Regions from separate parts of the Mus musculus genome. Here all the other regions are linked to region 1. Evidence: chromatin contacts called from public Hi-C and HiChIP or PLAC-seq data. All regions are on one chromosome and are shown on one strand. The core of a region is the stretch at or near the end of the contact, and the rest is flanking DNA. Distances in the headings are between cores, read along the strand shown.

What was found. Hi-C and Micro-C count contacts between places; a contact is called where the count stands out from the background. HiChIP or PLAC-seq counts read pairs in DNA pulled down with a chosen protein or histone mark.
Region 2: a contact with region 1 is called in a Hi-C map of pre-B cells, with 2.5 times the contacts expected there. The contact joins the promoter of Akt3 here to the enhancer-like site in region 1. A contact is called at or near these places in 10 of 484 Hi-C or Micro-C datasets (the C10 cell line, the N1E-115 cell line, cerebellum and 5 more), 10 of 115 datasets of contacts at active chromatin or transcription factors (astrocytes, bone marrow-derived macrophages, differentiating embryonic stem cells and 6 more) and 3 of 9 other capture datasets (adipose tissue, liver and pancreatic islet).
Region 3: a contact with region 1 is called in an H3K4me3 HiChIP or PLAC-seq map of embryonic forebrain, with 2.6 times the contacts expected there. The contact joins two enhancer-like sites. A contact is called at or near these places in 3 of 484 Hi-C or Micro-C datasets (the HPC-7 cell line, group 2 innate lymphoid cells and nephron progenitors), 3 of 115 datasets of contacts at active chromatin or transcription factors (bone marrow-derived macrophages, embryonic basal ganglia and embryonic forebrain) and 2 of 9 other capture datasets (adipose tissue and pancreatic islet).

Annotation. Positions count from the first base shown.
Region 1 is chr1:176,992,543-176,996,235 of GRCm38.p6, reverse strand. The region is part of intron 16 of Sdccag8 (serologically defined colon cancer antigen 8); the gene reads right to left. Among named protein-coding and RNA genes, the nearest start is that of Gm15423, 53 kb to the right of the region's middle. Within about 2 kb of position 1,880, at least 147 of the 459 cell types and tissues checked have an H3K27ac peak or open chromatin away from gene starts, as enhancers often do. A contact at or near this core is called in the HPC-7 cell line, astrocytes, cerebellum and 8 more, where this site is marked.
Region 2 is chr1:177,246,898-177,250,590 of GRCm38.p6, reverse strand. Akt3 (thymoma viral proto-oncogene 3) reads left to right here and starts at 1,824. Exons shown (of 13, transcript NM_011785.4): 1 at 1,824-1,915. The coding sequence starts at 1,870.
Region 3 is chr1:177,149,068-177,152,760 of GRCm38.p6, reverse strand. The region is part of intron 1 of Akt3 (thymoma viral proto-oncogene 3); the gene reads left to right. Among named protein-coding and RNA genes, the nearest start is that of Akt3, 98 kb to the left of the region's middle. Within about 2 kb of position 2,045, at least 80 of the 459 cell types and tissues checked have an H3K27ac peak or open chromatin away from gene starts, as enhancers often do. A contact at or near this core is called in the HPC-7 cell line and embryonic forebrain, where this site is marked.

The DNA.
Region 1 (3,693 bases), core at 631-3,130:
TGTTCTGAGGGAAGCTGTGCTAGACACACACCTCACATGGCTCTGGTTTTTCATGTTTTTATTATTTTAATGTGCATGTGTACATATGAGTATGATATGTGTGTGCACCTGTGTCTGTGTGTGTGTCTGTCTGTCTGCATGCATGCATGCATGCATGCGTGTGTAATATATGTGAAAATTCAGAAAACAACTTTATGGAGTTGGTTCTCTCCTTCTACCTTGATGGGTATCGAACTCAGAGCACCAGGCTTGCACGGTGAATAGCTTTATGTGCTGATCCAAGTGGTCAGCTCACTATGTCAATTCTACCCTTTCCTTGGTTCTGTGTGTGGGGAGGGCGTCCAGCTGGGGTCAGACATGATAGGCAAGGCATCAATATTCGGTATGCTCTGTTCCCACAGGGCTCAGAAAGGCCAGGAGCTGACTCACCAGTCACTCTCAGAGCTCTCAAAGGTTAATGAAGATTTGCTGAATGCTTCTCTCAGGTCAACCCACTGCTTCCTTGGTTGTTCTCAGCCATTCGACCTTCTATAAGCCAACTTTTGTCACATCTGAGCCTCAGAGTTAGCTATGAACTAACTTTTCCAGCCACTGGCGATTTTACTGCATGTACAAAGTCCTCTTCTCAGCAACAGAGCACAATGCTTGCCTTGCGATGGCCATGTACTGCCAGTACCCTAGGTCTCAGCGCTCAGTTTATGCTTATTCTGAACTATAAAATAGCATCTGAGCTCTCAGATGAGCCAGGGAATGGCAGGTATGGCCTAACAGTGCAGTGACTTCACTGGTAGAGACTGGAAGACCTACAACAGTGGGAGGGTATGCTCTCATGTGCTCACTATGGCCTCCACAGATTTGTCTATCTCCTGGGATCAGGATGGACACACAGGCCCCTGGGAGTTAGACAGCCTTCCTGCAAAAGGCATTTGTCAAGGCCCTGAGAACTGTAGGACTGAGCCTGGAGCCCTGCGGAGGACAGAGGAACAGCACACGGGAGCAGGGCTGCAACATGACTAATTAATTACCAAATTGGGGGCAGAGAGGAGAGTTCACAGGGGCCTAGAGCCCAGAGAACCCAGCCTTGTAATTAATAGTTGAAAAGTTCTAGTCAATTCTCAGAGTTCGAAGAACATTAAAAGAATACTTGATGCTGCGGGCAGGGAGGAAAGCAGCCGCCGCCCCAGGGCCAATTGCCTCTCCAGCAGCGGCAAGGCTGCTCCCCTGCTCTCAGGACCATTTGTTCCATTACACAATCTCCTGAAGCCATTTAGAGAGAGCTCAAACAACTGCCTGTACCAACGCGACACATGGCTCCCCATTCCGACTCTTTGCTAATCCAGACGCTCCAACCATCTTTCTTTAAGATGCCATATGGTTGGCAGAAGCCTGTAGATCTTCTAGCAGCACATCTGTTTCTGCCTTTCTCCTTCCCTCCATCCCCCAACAAAAGAGGGCTAGGAAGGCAGCCTGAGAGGAGGCTCACTGTGCCCCTGCCTGGCTGGAGGCTCCTCTTACTCACTCTGACACAACAAGGCTTTTAAGGGGATGACCAGGAATTATTTGGGACTCCACCATTTTTAACTGTGGGGCATGGCGATTTTCTTTTTTTTTTTTTCTTTTTTTGACCTATTGATGATTTTAAAACAAAATTTGAAAAATAAAACATAGAGTCTTGTCTCCCAAAAAATTGATTATTTTAAAACCACTTCTGAATGGCCTAGTGGGATTCTTTCAATGCAGTCTTCTACCAACGAGCCTCCTCCCTGGCTTGAGTAGTTTCTTTTCGGTCAAGGAAGACAGACACACTGAGAGGAACAGACCCTGAGCTGGCTTTGTTAGCTAGCATAGCGGCTGTATGCTAATGAGGCAGCTCCACAAGGGGCTTTTTTGGTGTGATGAGCAGAGACTGTTGACACTGTTGCAATCCTGGCTCTCCTGGCCTGTGAGTCCATGGGCTGTCTCCTTGGAATCTGGCCCCCAGTGAGACAGTCTATTCAACTGTCTGATGACTGAAACCTGGCTCTCTGTAACCGTGAACAGTTGAGGGTGGGGGAGAGGGGAGAAAATAGTCTATCAGGCCCACGGTCAGAGACACCAGGGAAACTGGCAGATTTCTTCTGCACAGATACGTAGGACAGATTCACGGCCATGATGAAAGCCTTAGGAACAAAGTACTGATAAGTGCAGGCGAGGGGCACAGTGACCGCCTCTGTTTCTGGGTGCCTGGCACTCAGCAGGTGGGGCTGTCTCAGTGCCACAAGAGGAGCAAACTAAGTGTCTGACCTCCGTGTAATTTGGTTTGGACCTTGTGTTGGCTAACCACACGCAATTCCTCGTGTCTGTGGGAATGTGGTAAAGGCAGGAAGGAAGTGACTATCCTGCTGAGGCCAACGGAGAACACCGGAGAACACCGGAAGGGAGAGGCACGCCTTGGGTGCTGTGCATGCTGTCTGAAGCATGTCTTCCCTTGCCTCGCCCGAGACCACGAGAGACAGGTCCTTATTTCAGTTTGACAGAGGAAGAGACTCATGTTTGGAGGGAGGGAAGGAAACAACATCAATAAAAAAGTCTTTAGCAAACATCTATACGTAGGAAGTTGCCAAACTCCAAGGCCCAACACAGGTCTCACAAGGGATGCTAGGTCTGCTTATGCAGGTAGCATTGTTCATAGGGCCCATACTGTGGGCCAGAGAGCAGTAACACCAACTGGCTAGAACCAGTATGCAGACAGGGGAACCAAACTGTAAATCCATTACTTACAATCTACAACAGGAATAAAAAGTTCTTGTAACTGAAATGTAAAGCATGAGGAATGGCCTGAGAAGCAGAGCTCTGAGACAGGAAGTCAGCAGCATCCGTGCACACAGCCGCAGCATCCATGCACACAGCCGCAGCATCCATGCGCATAGCCGCACAGCCACAGTGTCTGCACACACAGCCACACAGCCACACAGCCACAGCCGGCTGAGCCACCTTGAGGACAGGGTTGAGGGTTCTATCTTTAGAAATGTCTTTGCGGCCTAGGGCTGCATGTTACAGAGAGCAGTGGTTTTTAGTGAGCTGATGTTTAATGCTGTGAAGGAATATGGCTTAGGCACATTACATCAAAGCTATATGTCTTACCATGAAATTCATGAAGTAGATGTGATACTACTCAAAGAAAATATAATAACCCAAACTAGATAACAAGAAGTAAATTCTTCCTCCCATGATGATGATGAACACAGCTGACTACTAGCACTCTTTTGGACTAGTCTCATGGAGATGTAGGTACACAGAATGACAGATTTGCAGGTAAAATCAAATGGACCTCAACTGAAATCTGAGCATGATCCTAAGCAAATTCTTGGAAGACTGATTCTTGCTTTACAGTCTAAAGCAATGCTACCTACCCTACAGGACTGTTAGGAGAATTAGAGATAGTACATCAAGGGCCAGGCCCACTGAGCACCTTGAGTGACTTTACAGGCGCTGCAGTTGTTATTGTAATGGCGCTGCTGAGCACAGACAAAGTTCTTTCTACACGCATTAGCCCATTCATCCGAAAAGCAGCTCTGCGAGGTCGGCAGCATCTCTTCCATCTAATGACTGGGGCAACGGAAATTCAGGAACAAAGACAGGGTGATAAGCAGTGTAAAACTCTCCACTTCTTTCTTCTTCTTTTCTCCTCCTAACAGAGTCTGACTATGTTGT
Region 2 (3,693 bases), core at 575-3,074, 250 kb before region 1:
GCTATACTCTAGAGCTTTTATTTTTTTTCCTGTTTGTATTGTTTTTAATGTGAACTGGGTATTACTTTAAATAATATGACTGCTTCCTCTGTCAGTACTCAGTGTGGGAATTATTGGTAAATTATCTCTTATTTTAGAATATTTAATGTTAGTAGAGATATTTCATGGGGACAAAATTGTAAACATTTCCCAAACAACTTTAACAAAGGACTTACTTTATCTAGTTTCTTTTAGTTCAACACTCTATCGAACAATCATAATTTTGGGAAAGAGACCCAGATTACAGTATCCTTCTTTATTCTGCAGCAACACATCCCCATAATTATGATTTTGAGTAGTCCTGTCCCTGTCTTTATGTATTGTGCATGACATATGTGCAGAGCCCATGAGAGGGTGGTCTTCTGTGGAGCCTTTGTCAGGTTGTATAGAGGATGTCTATTTTTGGTCACTGATTGATGAACGGGTAGAATTTGCACATAATTTGTATTGGAAGAGGAATTGTAATCTAGTTAAGTACTATCTGGGAATTCAACCTTGAATTTAATTCTATACATATTTATGAAGGTCCGACTTCATAGAATAGTACAATTAGTCTATGTACCTATTTTTTTTTTCTGTTTACTTAAAGTTTATGTTGTGTGTCACTTAAGACTGGTTATCTGGCCCATATTTTTGCAAATGTGGAAGCACTTTCACAAAGTTCTGTGGCAACATTTCCCCTCTTAGATTGGTAGGGACAATAATAGTGCAGTTCATTAAGCTTATTGCTCTATGTAAGGATGCCTTGAAGAAACCTTTTACTAAGTTATCATGTAAAGACCTAGGGGATAAACTTCTGGTTAATATCTTAGGAAACACTGTTTTCTTCTCAGCAGCTCTCGTCTTTTTTGTATTACAGACATTAATACTGAAACCTATCATGGTTTTGAATTAGCAGTTTTCCTAAAACATTTCATTCCAAATTTTTGACTTTCACAAGTAGAGTTTTGAAATGAAGAGTGCCAATTTAGGAGTGAGGTACTCCAAATTCAGATTTTGGCTCTACAGCTTACTACCTTGAAATCTAGCAATTAGTTATTCTCTTTGAGCCCCAGGCTCACAGTTCTGTGAAATGAAGGCCGAGTGTCCTAACAGAGTTGTAAAGATTATCAGAGAATGACAGATGAACAATTTTGGCATGTCTTTTCTACTTTTATATTTCCTTTGTTCTACTTTTTGTATCTACCCAAGGAAATAATGTTGTATACTTAATGTAATTTACCTAAAATATTTTTAGAACAAGGCAGATTATATGAATGTTAGTTTCTTGCAACATTGTATTTTACATAAAATAAAGCAATTAAAACTATAATGATTTTTGAAATTAAAGGGATGTGGGCCACTCAACTTTCATTCTTTCTCCCCTTCATCCCAAATACACAGTACAAAATGTGCTTTCTGTATATTTGTAGATCTGACAGTTATTTTGTTAGGACATTTAATTTCAGTCTCTTAAGTTAAATATTTCACTATCATTTAACATCTGCCACAAGACCAGAGCAGTGTATTCATAGAACCATTTATTAATCCCCCCATGTTTGAGAAGCTAGACTTTATGTGCGGTCAGGCCAATTGAAGACATTTACAAAGACTTAGTTGTTTGTTATTGCTATGTGAGTTCAAGAATGGAAAAAAAAAAAAGAAATTCTTTCTTCAATACTTCCTTCCAGGCTGAGTCATCACTAGAGAGTGGGAAGGGCGGCAGCAGCAGCAGCAGCAGCAGCAGCAGCAGCAGCAGCAGCAGCAGCAGCAGCAGCAGCGAATCCAAACCCTAAAACTGACCTGCAAAGCACCATTTCTCCAAGTTGGGGGGCTCAGAGGGGAGCCATCATGAGCGATGTTACCATTGTGAAAGAAGGTTGGGTTCAGAAGAGGGGTAAGTTAAGTGCTGAGCTGTGAGTGGGTGCTGAGAGTTGGTCTTTCCTCTGGCGCTGTTGAATCAAGTGGGAAGTGCTGTCTGATAGGGCTGAAAGAAACTTTACCATGTATGTTAGGAGTCTGCTTATTTAGGGATTTCCTTCTAATTCTTTTTTTTTTGTAGTTTATAATTATGACGTTAGATTTTTGCATGCATGCATGTTAGTAATGTATTTTTCTATAATGTCTTCAGATTCAACAGACTTTACAGAATTTAACATAGAAATGAACTCTTGTGTCTATAAATGATATATTGATATTTAGATAAAAATATGGCTCTGTGTAAATTTGTATGGTAGCATAAAGAATTAATATAGTAAGGCGAGGGCTTACATTTAAACTGTTAGACTAAACAGACCCATAAATTAGGTAAATTAAAGCTCTTATATAAAAATTCAAATGTGGACAGTGATTTTTTTTGTTTAATTTTATATTTTTTGTTTACATGATCTACTTTTACTGTATATTTCCTGTCCACTCTTTTTTGATAAAGGCATTATTTTTATTATTAAATAACTGCTATAAAATTTAGTTTATAATGTGAGTGATCACCTCCTTACTTAATCTATATGTTTATTAGAGATCTGGACTTTAGGCTAGTTGCTCAGCAATTATACCTGTCTACGTACATGGCCAGATTCAGTAGACTGAGGAATCCTTTTGGCCCTATTTGAGAGTTGAAAGTTACCTCTAACCACTGACTTTCATTTCTTTGAAAATCTTTGGTTAATGCTTAGGCTAAAGAGCTGTTGTCAGTTTTTAAATGGAATTTTAAAATAGGCCTTATCAAGTTATAATTTACATACAATAAATATTCCAAAAAACCCTTTTAATGGGTTGTGCCTTTTTATGGTGTACATTTGTGGTGATGTAACAAACACTACAGGCCTAAAATAGAACATTTCTATCACTCTAAAAAGTTCTTTCCATGTTGCTTTTAGTTCACTGCTTCTCTTTCAACTTTGGCAATCACCTGATGTGTTGTCTCTTACTATAATTATGATTTTCAAAGATTTCAGTTCAGTGGACTCATAAAACCCATGGTCTTTTGTGTCTAGTTTCTTTCCTACTCACACTTCACTGCTTTATCCATGTCGTTTATGTGAAAAGAAGAACTACTTCAGGAAATACTATTCTTCATTTATTTGTTTATTTTTAACTAATTTTCTTTTTGAAACAGAATCTCACTTTATACCCAAGTTGCAGTTAGACTTACTATGTAGCTCAGGTAGTTATTCAACTTGATGATTCTCCTGTCTAGGTCTCTTGAGAACTGGGGTTATAGGCATGTTTTACCACTCCTGGCTTTGTCTTTTTAATACTTGGTAGAAATTTGGTTTGTCTCTGGATATTGTGAATAAAGTTTTTATGAACATTGAGTACATGATGTTTCCATTTGTATTGGTAATAACCTAGGATAAGATTGCAGGTTATATGGTAAGTGCCTGTTTAAATTTATAAAACTGCCAATTTATTTTCCAAAGTGACTGACCATTTGTGTCATTATATTTGTCCTTTGCTTTATTCTCTCATGTATTTGGAAAGTATTTTCAGATTTTAGTGTTGTGTTTTTTGTTTTCTTTCTTAACTAGTTTATATTCTTTCACCTTTTTAGAGGGGAGCAAAGGAGAGGAAATGGCAAGTCACTTAAACCTCTAAAAATTTCCTTTATTATTTCCTAAAATTTGATCCTAAGATCATTGTAAGACTCAAGTGAAATAATGAATCTGCCTTTCT
Region 3 (3,693 bases), core at 796-3,295, 160 kb before region 1:
TGGCAACCCCCTCCCTTACCCGATGTGCTGTCTTCCTGCTGGAAGTGAGCTCTATAAGTTCCTTCTACCCACTGTAGGGCATTTAACATGTTTTTTAAAACAAGGTTATTCATTTTTCTGACATTCAATTATACTAGATTAGTTATTATATAATGTTTCTTTGTATATTTTTAGAAAGGAAGTCATTTTATCCCTTTAGTGGATTTATACCTTTTTTGTATAATACCAAATACTGTCTTGATCTTGTTACTGTAATTGTATTTACCAATATAGAAAATATACAGGATCACAAATGTTGCTGGTGAGTATTTTCCAAACAAAACAACAAACCAGTGGTAATCCAACATAATGAACTTTTAAGATTTATTCATATTTGACAGTGTTTAATAAACTGTAAAGCAATATACAGAGATGATTGTATGACCCAGTAATAGTATCATTAAGGGAAGCTACTATACAGTAGTAAAGGATAAATTTTATGTCTTTTAAGCCAAGGTAGAAATGCATTATAGAAATTGATTGTTGGTATTTGCTGGATGGAGTTCCTTGTTTCTTCTGACTATAATTATGTCTAATTTCTAGAATAGGCCAAATCTTCTAGAGTGTTGGGATAGTATTATCACTGATAAATATATTTCAAAGTGTAGTCTAGTTAGAGTTTTTTGGGGAGGAGGTTTGTTGGAATAATGTTTCTTTAAAAATTTTACTTTAAATGTCCCCCACATTGATCAGAAGGATACTTGCAGCAAATTGTAGTCGCTTAGACGGCTGCTTTTACTTCCCTAGAAACTTTGAGGATTCCCATGAGTTCTAGTTGAATAGTATGTGTTTAGAACATAGATGATAGTAGTTAGGTAAACACACTATCTGAAGAGGAACATTGATCCCATTAAAGTAAATTTACCAGTGTTTAAACCAGTAAACTAATGGAACATAATTTTCTAGGTTTTTATTTTTTTTGTCAAAAGAAAAGTTGGATGTTAGAGCTTGATAACAGTTTATTAATGCTGTTAAAGTCTTTTTTTTTTAAGCAGTGAGATGTTAAAGAATTTTGAAGTGGACAAAAATATTAGAGTGTATCTATATCTAAGCATAAATATGCTTATTTATATTTTTATAGTTTATACATATCAAGCATAAATTATATATGTATTTGTGTGTGTGTGTGTGAGTGAGTGAGTGAGTGAGTGAGTGAGTGAGAAAACTATTCTATACTGTATTTTGTCAGTCTAGAACAGTGCTTGGCACAGTACTATGTAATAGCAGAATTTCTAACAAAACAAAACAGTTCTAGGGCACATAGAAGGAAGTGTTTCTTCTAGGTTTACTAATATGTATGAGTGAGAGTTCTATGTGCATTAATGAAATTAAACAGATGAGATTAGTAAAAGGTCATTCTCATGGAGGCCTTATCTCTGAGGTTGCTGTAGAAATCTTATCCACTATCATACTTTATTTTGTTGGAATTTTCTGAATTACTAACAACTTAAAAACACTTCAATGAACTTGTATTTGTTAAGTTTTTTTTTTTTAAGAGTTAAGAAAGACACTTTACAAAGTGGACTCATTGTTTAATTTTGTTTTGCATTTTACTAGATTGCTGTGCTAGGCCAATAAATTAAACCTAGGCAGTTCTGTTGCTAATTACACAAAACTTCTCTTGGTATCAGATATTCAAATCCATTTTATGAATATGGTAGAGAGAATAACAACTGTAAAACAAAGCAGTATGCATGTAAGTGACTGTTAGCGTGCATTTCAGAAAGGATAAATGCTCACCATATGGTACAATTACTGTGTCCAAGTTTTCAAATTAGCTTCTCTCATCCTCCTTATTACTGTCTTTAAAAAGAGAGGAAAAAAACCCAACATGATTTATCTACTCTGCAACAGAACTCTTGACGCAAAACAGCAGCCCAGTTCTGTCCAGTTTTTTTTTTTCCTTAGCATAATAGAGGCTGTCGGACTTTTTTTTTATACTAATTACTGTGTGAGCCTCAGATGAACCCCTTCAATTCACAGGGCTTTGTTAAGGGAGGAGCTGTCAATGTGTCTGCCCGTTTGCAGCTGTGCTGTGGCTTTAGCTTGCTTAACATTATGCTGCTTTTTAGACTTGACAGAAGGGATTTTTTTTTTTTATTAAGGCAAAGCAGCCTTGTAACGAAATGGTTTAAGCAGCTGCATTGTAGGGAAGCACAAAGAAGTTATTATTGTGTCTGTTTTGGGGGGGGGGCGGTAAAGGGGGAGATATTCGGCTGCTGTTGATGCCGATTGTTGACTTGCCATCTGCCAGATAGGGAGAAGAAAAAAATGACAGCTCCAGCAGGGTGTTCAAGAGGTTGTTTGGAGAGACGCATAAACATGTGCAGATGTCGAACTGAATAATAGCTAGAGCTGGAGACGGTTTATGATGCTGCTGATGTTTGTGCATATACAGAATGAATGTATGTGTGCATTTGGTTAACCAAGGGTACATACTAATTATCATTGTTTTCCTGCATGTCCCCCTCCTCTGATTTTGTTAATTAGTTTAGGAGTGTAATACTTCCTCTTCCTTCTCTTGTTCACGTCTAAGCTTTAAAAAAAAACTTTCTTAAATGGCAATATAAACTTTCTTACTTTTCTACAAAGACAGTAGAAAACCCAGTTCATTAATGTTTGATGTGAATTTCTAACTGGTAACAAAAACTTTTGATTAGTAATCTTTTAGTTCAGTTACCATCTTCTTAATGATTCCACTGACAATTTAACTGGGCAGCACTTAAAACTATCATTTGAAAGTGGGTTGATTTATTCTATAGTTTACTACTAGAGTAACTTAATTAACTTAATATCACATTTATTTTCTTGAGTAATTCTATAAAACTTTAAACCCAGATGTTCCCTGTGCTGCAAGAAAGAGAGAGAGAGAGAGAGAGAGAGAGAGAGAGAGAGAGAGGCAGAGAGACAGAGAGAGAGGAGGTGTGAGTTACATTGGCCTTATTTTTAAAAATAATATTCTTTCTCTTTGTTTTTGTGTCTTTTAATGGCTGGAATCCTCATCAAGCATTAATGAGTTGATTTTTTTTCCCCCCTTGGCCTTTTGTGGCATTAGGTCTTAGATTTTTGAATATCTAGAATCCTCTTAGGTACATATGTAGAAGTAAGTGTATTTATTCAAATGTTTTCCTTTCATCTCAGATAATTGAATGATACAGTGATGTTATATAGAGGTTTTCCAAGTTTTTTTTTTTTTTTTAAGAATACTTCAGTTTTTGGTAAAAGTTGAATAGCAGTATGAATGAAATGACTAAAAGAGAGAGCCTCAGTTTTTAAATTTCCCCTTTAAAACTCTGTAGGAATTTTTAATTAAAAAAGAAACTGCTAGAAGAATTAATAAGAAAGATTGCTTATTTTGAGTTTTGGTATACTCTCGCCATTTTAAACATGTAAGGTCTTGTTGCATATTTGTTAAGTAAAAATGCCTGAAGTGTGGTTGAAAGGCCGGCATCCTGATAGCTTTAGGTCCATGATAATGTTTTTCTGAAAGGGTTATTTTCTACTCCTCATAAAGAAGTCAAGTCTGGTCTTTCTAGGGGGAAAATGTATTTTATTTTCAGTTTCTTCTCCAACAACTCTAATCTGTGCTTGCTGAGAAAGCATAGTCACCCGTTTCACTGGACCTCTCCTTTGCCTTTGTATTTCATTAGGAAA